Regions from separate parts of the Ovis aries genome. Here region 2 is linked to region 1. Evidence: chromatin contacts called from public Hi-C data. All regions are on one chromosome and are shown on one strand. Each heading gives the region's core, a stretch centred on a gene start, on an enhancer-like site or on the middle of the called end of the contact. The rest is flanking DNA. Distances are from core to core; before and after follow the strand shown. Region 1 has its middle 96 kb from the start of RFX6. Region 2 holds the start of RFX6 (regulatory factor X6).

Region 1 (4,837 bases), core at 1,542-4,041:
ATAGAAATGTTTGTTTATTCCTGTAGCATAAAACTCCATGCTTTGGGATTCGACAAGCTCTTGTAAAGCATTGTATGCATCCTGCTAGCTGTGGAAGCATTTCCCCTGTAAAAAGTTGTCAAGATTCTTGAAGAAGTGGTAGTCGGGTGGTGACAGGTTAGGTGAATATGGCAGATGAGGCAAGTCTTTGTAGACCAATTCATTCAACTTTTAAAGAAGTGGTTGTGCGACATGTGGTTGGGCATTGTCATGGTAGAGAACTGGGCCCTTTCTGTTGACCAACGCTGGCTGCAGGCGTTGCAGCTTTGGGTGCATCTCATCGATTTGCTGAGCACACTTCTCAGATATAATGCTTTCGCTGGGATTCAGACAGCTGTAGTGGATCCGATAGGCAGCAGACTACCAAACAGTGACCACGACCTCTTTTTGGTGCAAGTCTGGCTTTGGGAAGTGCTTTGGAGCTTCTCGGTCCAAGCACTGAGCTTGTCATCGCCATCTGTCACGTAAAATCCACTTTTTGTCATGCATCACAATCGGATTGAGAAATGGTTTGCTGTCGTTGCATAGAATAAGACCACACTTCAAAATGACGATTATTTTTTGACTTGTGGTCAGCTCATGAGGCACCCGCTTTCCAATTTGTTTCAAATGCCAAAAAACTGTAGGATGGTCGATGCTGGGTTCTTTGGAAACTTCTCCTGTAGTTGTAAGAGGATCAGCTTCAATAATTGCTCTCCATTAGTCGTTGTCCACTTCCGATGGTCAGCCACTGAGCTCCTCATCTCCAAGGTTCTCATCTCCTTTACGAAACTTCTTGAACCACCACTGCACTGTATGTTAGCAGTTCCCGGGCCAAATGCATGGTTGATGTGGCAACTTGTCTCTGCTGCCTTATGACCCATTTTGAACTCAAATAAGAAAATTGCTCAAATTTGCTCTTTGTCCAACAACATTTCCATAGTCTAAAATAAATATAAAATACATAGCAAGTAATGTCATTACCAAAAAATAAATCAAGCAATGTGCATCAAAATGATGTATAACATAACCACACTTATTTAAGTATGTATCCCAATATCAAAGACAAATTTCAACAATGCAAAAATGGCAATTACTTTTGCACCAAAAAATCAGGTTAAATATTTTAGTAAAACATTAGAGAAAGAAATTTGCTTCCTCTAAAATAAAGATTAGACAGCTGACAAGAAGACACAATGATCTCTCTCAATGGAATCAAGTACATAGAAACCGCCCAAAGAATGAATGACTGCTCTTAACCAGCTGTGCTGCACAAGGTCACGTGTAGATGCTGCAGATCCAGGAAGTGTTTAAAAATAAATCAGTGGAAAATCAAGCAATAGGTGATATTGGAGAAGCAGTCAGGAGTCAGGAAATCTTGTAGAGTCAGCAGTGAAATGAGGGATCTCAGTTTTTGCAGCGTGGAGTGGTGAAGAGGGTCCAGGCTTTGAAACTGACAGACTTGGATGCGGGCACTCACCATCTATCTGACTTTGGATAGGTTACTTGCTCTCTTTGAGCTTCAGGTTTTTTATGTACAAAATAAGAGCAATGCCATTTGCATTAGGGTTAGCGTGTATAGAGCTGCTGCTGCTGCTGCTGCTGCTGCTAAGTCACTTCAGTCATGTCTGACTCTGTGCGACCCCATAGACGGCAGCCCACCAGGCTGCCCCGTCCCTGGGATTCTCCAGGCAAGAACACTGGAGTGGGTTGCCATTTCCTTCTCCAGTATATAGAGCTACTGGCCTACAACAGGTTCTCAACAAGTGGTATTTTAAGTTACCATCATCATTATTAAAATCATCCCAGATCTGGGACCTCTGAATACACAGAGGAAAACAAAAAATAACACTTGGATGACTTCACTTTTGCATTTCTAACAAGCTCCTAGGTGATGCCAAAAAGGGCTTCTCCATGGACTATACTTTAAGAAACCAAGTTAGACCCTTTCAGAATCTCTGGCCCTCCTCCAGAACTAAAGTTCCACAAGTTCTCCAAGTGTTTCCCATGTGCAATGAAGTCTGAGACACACTAATTGATAGTATAGATTTTCTGATGCAAGATCAGAGGATGAGGTGGGGAGTTCTTTCTATAAAAGAAAGTATGAGGATGAATTTACATTGCTCTCAAAAACAACAGCTGAAACTCCGATACTTTGGCCACCTGATGCGAAGAGCTGACTCACTTGAAAAGACTCTGATGCTGGGAAAGATTGAAGGTGGGAGGAGAAGGGGACGACAGAGGATGAGATGGTTGGATGGCATCACCGACTGAATGGGCATGAGTTTGAGTAAACTCCGAGAGTTGGTGATGGACAGGGAGGCCCGGCGTGCTGCAGTTCATGAGGTCGCAAAGAGTCGGACGCAACTGAGCGACTCAACTGAATTGAAAAAACAGCAACACTTTTAGTGGGACTTATTATGTCTAGAATTTTCTTCTGAGTTCTGTAGGAAGAAAGGCCCACTGAGGAGGTGGCTGATGACCAGGAGGGGCAGAGCCACCTTCACTCTCACCATGGAGGCTATGCCAGTGCCAGTCTCCTTTGCTTTTTATAGAATGATGGTTTGGTAGAGCTGGGGTGCGGTGTTCTTAGAGTGTTACCAGCGAGGCCAGAGTAGATCAGCTGTTACCAGGGTCCTATAAGCCTTTCTGTCTGTGGTTTGGTTCATCTCCAAAGGCAGCAAGTAGAAAAGGCACTAGTGCTTCAGCCTGTCCACGGAGCTAACTGCCCCTCCCTTTGCACAAAAGGCACTGACTCTAACCTCGCCTTTGCAATATTCCCGATCTTTATCAGGGGGGCATGTTGAGGGATCGCTGGTTGGAAACATTTTCTTGTCCAGGCTCTTTGCTTAACCTAAAGTGGGCAGCCCAGAAATGCAGAGTGGCTCCTACCTCACCACTGACCAGGCTCTGAGAAAGTGGAAATCCAGAAGGAAAAGGGATATGGGAAAACTAAATAAAGGGAGAGAATTTAAAGGATATTTCTAACTCTGAAGAGGATTAGTATCATGTGAAAGGAGGATCTTGGCTTCGTGTCCCCTGGCTCTAAATTACCTCAAGTATCTTCCTAGGACTGTGGGGTTGGAACAAAATAGGATCTGCGTCTGGATACTCGGTTATCAGCCTGGAGCTCCAGGGGCTGTAAAATGAAGGCAGAGGAGGAAACGGGATCTTAAAGGAACAGTGTGTCTAAACACAGACTGTCTGATTGGAGCGGCCTCACCCTCTCTGGGGTCTGCAAATCCGCGGACATTGCTCCCTCTGCTGGACCTTGCGATTGTTGTTTTGTCCAAAGGCATGTCTGCCTCTTTGTGACCTTAAGAACTGCAGCCCGCCAGGCTCCTCTGTCCATGGGACTTTTCAGGCAAGAATACTGGAGTGGGTTGCCATTCCCTTCTCCAGGCGGATCTTCCAGACCCAAGGATCAAACCCTCATCTACTGCATTAGAAGGCGGATTCTTTACCACTAAGCCACCAGCAAAGGTCTTGCTGGATCTGCTAGAGGAGATTGCCTGCATTTATTAATTCCAAAATCCCTCATTCATTCAATCTGCCTCCCAAGCAACTGCTCTGAAGTGCAAAACAATATTTTGAAGGTATGGGGAGAATAAAACCAGTTTATATTTTCCAGATAGTCGGTTACTGGATGAAAAAAACAACAACAACATAATTTATTTTCCACAGGAAAGAAAAATATAAACAAAGGGCCCCTGGTGGAGACATATTCTAAATAGCATTGATATAAAAATATTCTTAGAAAAGATATATAAACATTCTCCATGTGCGAGAGAAGCAACAGGAATGCCAGTTCCTCTCCTCCTTTTCTGTCCCACCAACCCCACGGCAAGGATAGCACGCAGGCCTTTCCTCTTTATGCTGAATGGGCTTCAATGGCAGGTGCTGCGTTATTGAAAATGACTCAGAAAAAACAGTAAGAATGAACAGCTTACCATGGATACAACATAATCCACTAAAAACGTTTCCCTCTTTCTACCTTTTCTTTCTTATTTTCCATTTCTAAATAGAAAGGAAGATTTCCCTTTCATGAGATAATTTTAATATGGATAACTTCAAACCTACACAAGAGTGAAAAAAATAGTACTCACCTTCATATACTCCCCACACAGCTCCCACAGTTATCAACACAAGCCAATCTTGTGTCTGTGCCCTCACCAGCTTCCCCTTGTACTACTAGTATCAAGTAACTTTCACACATATTGATTCATTCACTAATCTTTCGGTATTTATTCTAAAAGATAAGAACTATTCCTGACCATAAATATTTTATCATCATTCCACCTAGAAAATTAATAAATTAATACTGGATACCCAGTAAATGTTTAAATTTGAATTGCCCATACATGCCATTAACTTTTTAATAATTTGTTTGAATTAAGTTCCAAATAAGGTCCACACATTGCGTTTCGTTGATACACCTTTTAAGGTAAATTTTAATCAATATATTGCTCCTTCTTCTTTTCCTTGCAGTTTATTTTTAATGAAACCAAGTTTTTTGTCCTATAGAATTTCCTTCATTCTGAATTTTGCTGATTGCATCTCTGTGATATAGCTCCATAAGTTTGGGCTTCCATATATTGGTACTTGGACCTAGAGCCTTGTCAGGTTCATTTTTTTTTTTTTTGAGCAAGACTGCTTCATAGGCAATGGCACCCCACTCCAGTACTCTTGCCTGGAGAATCCCATGGATGGAGGAGCATGGTAGGCTGCAGTCCATGGGGTCACTGAGGGTTGGACATGACTGAGCGACTTCATTTTCCCTTTTCACTTTCATGCACTGGAGAAGGAAATGGCAACCCAC
Region 2 (4,837 bases), core at 604-3,103, 97 kb before region 1:
AGTACAAAGAACTTACATATTATTTTGTTAGGGGAAAGAGTTTACTTAAAAATAAAGCAAGAAATTCACTTGGGGCCTTAAACAGTTTGTGTTTTCGCTGATCAATTCAACTGGATAATTGCCAGATATTCACTTAGTGTCCGTATGACATACACACACACATACAACCTGTCCATCAAGTGATATTTTTAAAAAGCTATTTTTAAATCCTAGTAATTTTTTTGAATGTTTTTCTTCTGATTATGTGATACAAGTGGACAGAGTCTTTCTGTGTACAGTTAACCACGAGGACTTCCTTTATAGAGTGAGTCTGAGGGTGTTTCTGTAAAGAAGGGACATTCTAAACTTTATCATTGTAGGACTGAGCCCCATGGACTGAGAAAACTCTGAGGCTTTACAGAGACAGGGTACTGGGTGGAGGAGACTGATACTCAAGGTTGTAGGGAGTGATGGTGGTATAGACTTAGAGCTTTGGTTGCCTGGATAGCTGGACTGCCCCAACCTAGATCCAGGCTCTGGAGGTACCAGGAGAAAATCTCTGACAGAGAAGTGGTGACTTTTCCATAAGTTACGCTGAAAAATGGGTAAGGGTCAAATGTACTCATAATGTTAGCCACTTTGGCAAAGTAATGCTCTTAGATTGTTTTACTCCCACCTATAATCCACCCTTCAGCCATCCACCACCTTGGGTCCCATTTTGCTTTTTCCATGTTATATTTGGATATAATATAGTTTAATATTGTTAAATTTCAGGAGTGATCTATCTTACTAAGCTCCAAATGAGGATGGCAGGCTGCAGATTGTGGTGAAGAAGTGTGAATGAAAGCAAGATATTTGCTCTCTCTGGAGAGCACCAAACATATAGATAGTGAGCACAGGGCAATATCTGTCAAAAGAACAGAAGGTGGAAGGAAGGAAAGATTCGGTGTCAATGGGGCAACACAGAGCCCAAGTCTACTGATTTCTCCTTAAAGAAAGAACAAGATATTTTCCCCCATACACGACTATCTCGGCATTTTAGATTGGAAATGAAATGTGGCAACTTCATTTTTTCATTTCCGCAATGGTCCATTGCACTACTACCAGGTATGAGGGGTGAGGAATCGCCAGGGATGCGTTTAAATTACAAAATACGTAGAGAGTGGATGCATCTTTTCCTCTAAGCTCAGAGCCAGATCCCCAGAGGGCAGAGAGGCAGGCATTCTGCGCTGGGGAGCAAGGCAGTCTTCCCACTAGTGGGCCGAGATGGCGTCTGTCCGGGTCACTGAGAAGACCCCTTACCACTCCCCACCCCCCACCGCCCAGGATTACTCTGGGAATAAATCAGCCCAGACCATGTTCTGCAAAGACTGAGCGGTGCTCTGAGGTCCCCCTCCTCCGGCCTGGGCGTGCAGAATCAGGGCAGTCCCCTGAAGCATCCTTGATGTCACCCGAGAGTAGAGGTGGGGAGAGTTGCTTCTCCCCTCCCTCGGCCCCCCACCCCACCCCGAGATGACAGTGTCGCTTTCTTGGTTCCTTGGAGAGCTTTGGGTGTGGAAAAGTGTCCTCGGTCCCAGCTCAAGATGGGAGAAGAGGAAACAGAGGGAAGAGATGTGGGGAAAGGGACTTCATTGCTCAGGCTTGACTCGCGCAGGTGAGAAGTGAGTTCTGAGCGGAGCATCTGTCAGGATGGCAGGCAGGTGGAGACGGGCAGTCCCGCCTCGGCCCACCCGGTTCCCTGGGCTGTCAGAGCTGCCCCTGGGCCGGGCCTTCCTTCTCCGCGACGCCCGGGGGATCCCGAGCCGCGGCCTCCGCCTCCGCCCCAGCGGCCCGGGGTCCGCAGCCCCGCCCCGCCCCGCCCCGCCCCGGCCTCCCGGCTCCGCTGGGCGCCGGTCGAGCGGCTGGCGCCCAAGTCTCGGCGGCCAGGAGGATGGCCAAGGTCCCGGAGCTGGAAGACGCCTTCCTGCAGGCGCAGGCTTCTCCCCCGGTTTCCCCCGAAGTCCAGGAGTGTTGTGTGCAGCTCCTGGGCAAGGGTTTGCTCGTTTACCCCGAAGAAAGGGTGTACCTGACGGGCGAAGCGCAGCCGGGGCGCGAGCTGGGCAGCGGGGAGAAAGCGGACGACTCGGAGCTGCCCGGGGGAGTTAAAGCCGGTGAGTGCTCTGCCCTCCCGGGACGTGACTGGGACTCGGATGTAGTTTTAAAAGGGCCTCCAATGATAAACACATCGCAAACGTACATGTGTTTCCCCTAGGAAAATGCTGGTCGAATAGAAATTAAGTCTAAGGGATTTTGTATAACTCTCCTCCGAACCCCCCATAGACCACCCCGTTTGACGCCAAGATACATTTAGAGCTAATTAATTGATTTTATATTCTGGTTTTCTTTATCTTTTCAACTGGCAATTAGAAATGCATTTAAGCAATGGTAACTTTTCCTCCGAAGAAGAGGATGCGGATAATCCAGACAGCAAAACTAAAGCAACCGATCCACACCTCTCACAGAAGAAAACCATCACGCAGATTATGAAGGATAAAAAGAAGCAGACCCAGCTCACCCTGCAGTGGTAAGGCTCGCTCAAGGGTACCCTTGAATTTTGAAAGTCAGTATATTCAGATTCTTTGCTTTTTTCCATTTGGTTCTCTCAAACGTTCTTGCAGGAGTTTAAAAGACCAATTAGAAATTCATCCAAAAATTGTTTTCACTGAATGTTTTGTATAGAGACATATTCTGGTAAAGGTGAAAAATGATCTGCAATGCAAATAAAAACCATCACTTTGTTCATTATTGGCTAACTTCTTTGTAATTTTGTAATTTCTTTGTTGTAGTTTCATTATTGTAATTCCTTTGAATGTAAGCAATAATGAATTTTAATGACTTGTTCAACATGCAATCAACTCATAAGCTTTTATGTTTATAAAACATGATTCTTAAAAAATAAGTTAAAAAGAGGAAGGATCTTAACCCTACCTTTTACCATAGAGTGCAAATTCAAAATTGTGTATCAGTTGTGTATCAATTCAGCCATAAGATGAAATATGTTTGAACTAGAAGACATAGATCAATCAGTTAAAATGGTGCTATTAACTTAAATAAATATTCAACTATTTTAAAAGTAGCTTTTATATATGATTTATTACAGTGAAATATCACTAATTAGATTTTATGGAAAATCTTCTAAAACCAAGAGTTTATCAGTAGGCTCTCTAAGTAAAAGTCCTACAGAAACTTTTATAATATTGTTTCAAAAGGAAGAGGAATCTAAAGTAAAAACATAATATTAAACTTCCCTATGTAGGGTAAAGAAATTTCCTCCCAAATTCCAAATAGGATGCAAATAAGTAAAAATGTCTATTTGCTAATAAGTTACACAATCTGTTTATATGTAAAATGTGATCTAAATCTTAAAAAAATACAATAGAAAAAGCAGTATCTTAATAAAAACTAGTACATTTTATTTCATTTAAACATTGAATTACAATTTGCATATACTGTTTGTGATTGTGTCCTTAATTCTTCCAAACATTTGAAATATAAGTTTAATATCCTTCTAAAATTATGGCTAATCTATTGAAATTGATATTTCATTTATTAGTTGAGAATATACTAGGGCAGTAAATAATTGAGCTAATTATCTTAAATATTTAGGAAACAGCTATTTTCTTTAGGATAATTGGAGCAAAAAGGTTTTGACTTCAGATATATTATGAAGGCTTTTTGAATGATCACTTCCATTCAATTTGAATGAATGGAAACAAATGGGTTTTTATTTTATAAATATAAATACATTACAATTAAAGAAAAAAGTCATATCCAAAATTAAGATTGTATTTATGTCTAGGATTAGTCAGTATTTTGAAGACAAAAACAATGCCAACAATATCAATACAGCCAGATGAAAAAGTGGACATTATATGTGTCATTTAAATATAGTTAAAACAGTTGAATATTTCTCAGTAATTTTCATATGTTTTGAGACTATAAAATGTCATCATTTTTGTTTGAACTTTCCACACTCTCACCCCCTCCCAGAGATATATAGTTTTAAAAAAACCTACATGAGTTATTTACCTTTTGATAATTTTCCCTTACGACTACAGATTAGAGTGGGGATGTTAAAAATTAGAATTAAAAATTAAAGTGCCTGAGTAGCTTCAATTTTCACTGTCAACTAGGTGTTTGGTTTTGTGTATGTAAATTTTACTGGGATTTCCATCTTTCTAAGACAAAGGAAAAAAAGAACCAAATCCCAGGAAACATCCTGTAGCTTTTATCTCACGCACCTTGGGAACATGTTAAATCAGAGATCTTGAAGAGTTTCACTCAATTTTAACCTAAATGTATATTCTATATTGTGTTGCTCTTGTATAGTACTAATTATGATCTTACTGTACATAAAAAGAAAGTAAGTAAATTTTAGCCATTATCGTCTACTGAAAGGGTGGAAGAATTGAGACTAGAATCCACAAGTTCTGATTTCTTGATGGCTGTTCAGGTATTTGTAACACTTAAATATATGTTATTACCTTTATATAAATTGTGTGCAATTGCAATTGCTGGTATCCAAATTAAGTGGAATTATTTCTAAATTTTCAAAGATTATATGATTATGTTTATAATATAGAACCGAATTTAGTGTCACGTTTGGCGGCATCCATAGAGAATAACATTATGTTTCGTGAGTACAGGATCTTTTAGGTAATGATAAGTACTAATTACAGCAAAAAAGGGTAGAGATAGAGGTAAACTGGTACTATTTCAAACTTACAGTTAATGTATTCTTATGTATTTTGCAAATAAATGTGTCACCATACTTCCGTAACTATTCAATGTTCAGAGCCAGTTTGGGAGTGAAAGTAAG

The links. Hi-C and Micro-C count contacts between places; a contact is called where the count stands out from the background.
Region 2: a Hi-C map of liver shows a contact between it and region 1, with 4 times the contacts expected there. The contact joins the promoter of RFX6 here to the enhancer-like site in region 1. A contact is called at or near these places in 2 of 16 Hi-C or Micro-C datasets (liver and mixed tissues).

The regions. Positions count from the first base shown.
Region 1 is chr8:20,912,890-20,917,726 of ARS-UI_Ramb_v3.0, reverse strand. No RefSeq gene overlaps it. Among named protein-coding and RNA genes, the nearest start is that of RFX6, 96 kb to the left of the region's middle. Within about 2 kb of position 2,791, at least 3 of the 54 cell types and tissues checked have an H3K27ac peak or open chromatin away from gene starts, as enhancers often do. A contact at or near this core is called in liver, where this site is marked.
Region 2 is chr8:21,008,499-21,013,335 of ARS-UI_Ramb_v3.0, reverse strand. RFX6 (regulatory factor X6) reads left to right here and starts at 1,853. Exons shown (of 19, transcript XM_004011174.6): 1 at 1,853-2,129; 2 at 2,386-2,542. The coding sequence starts at 1,910.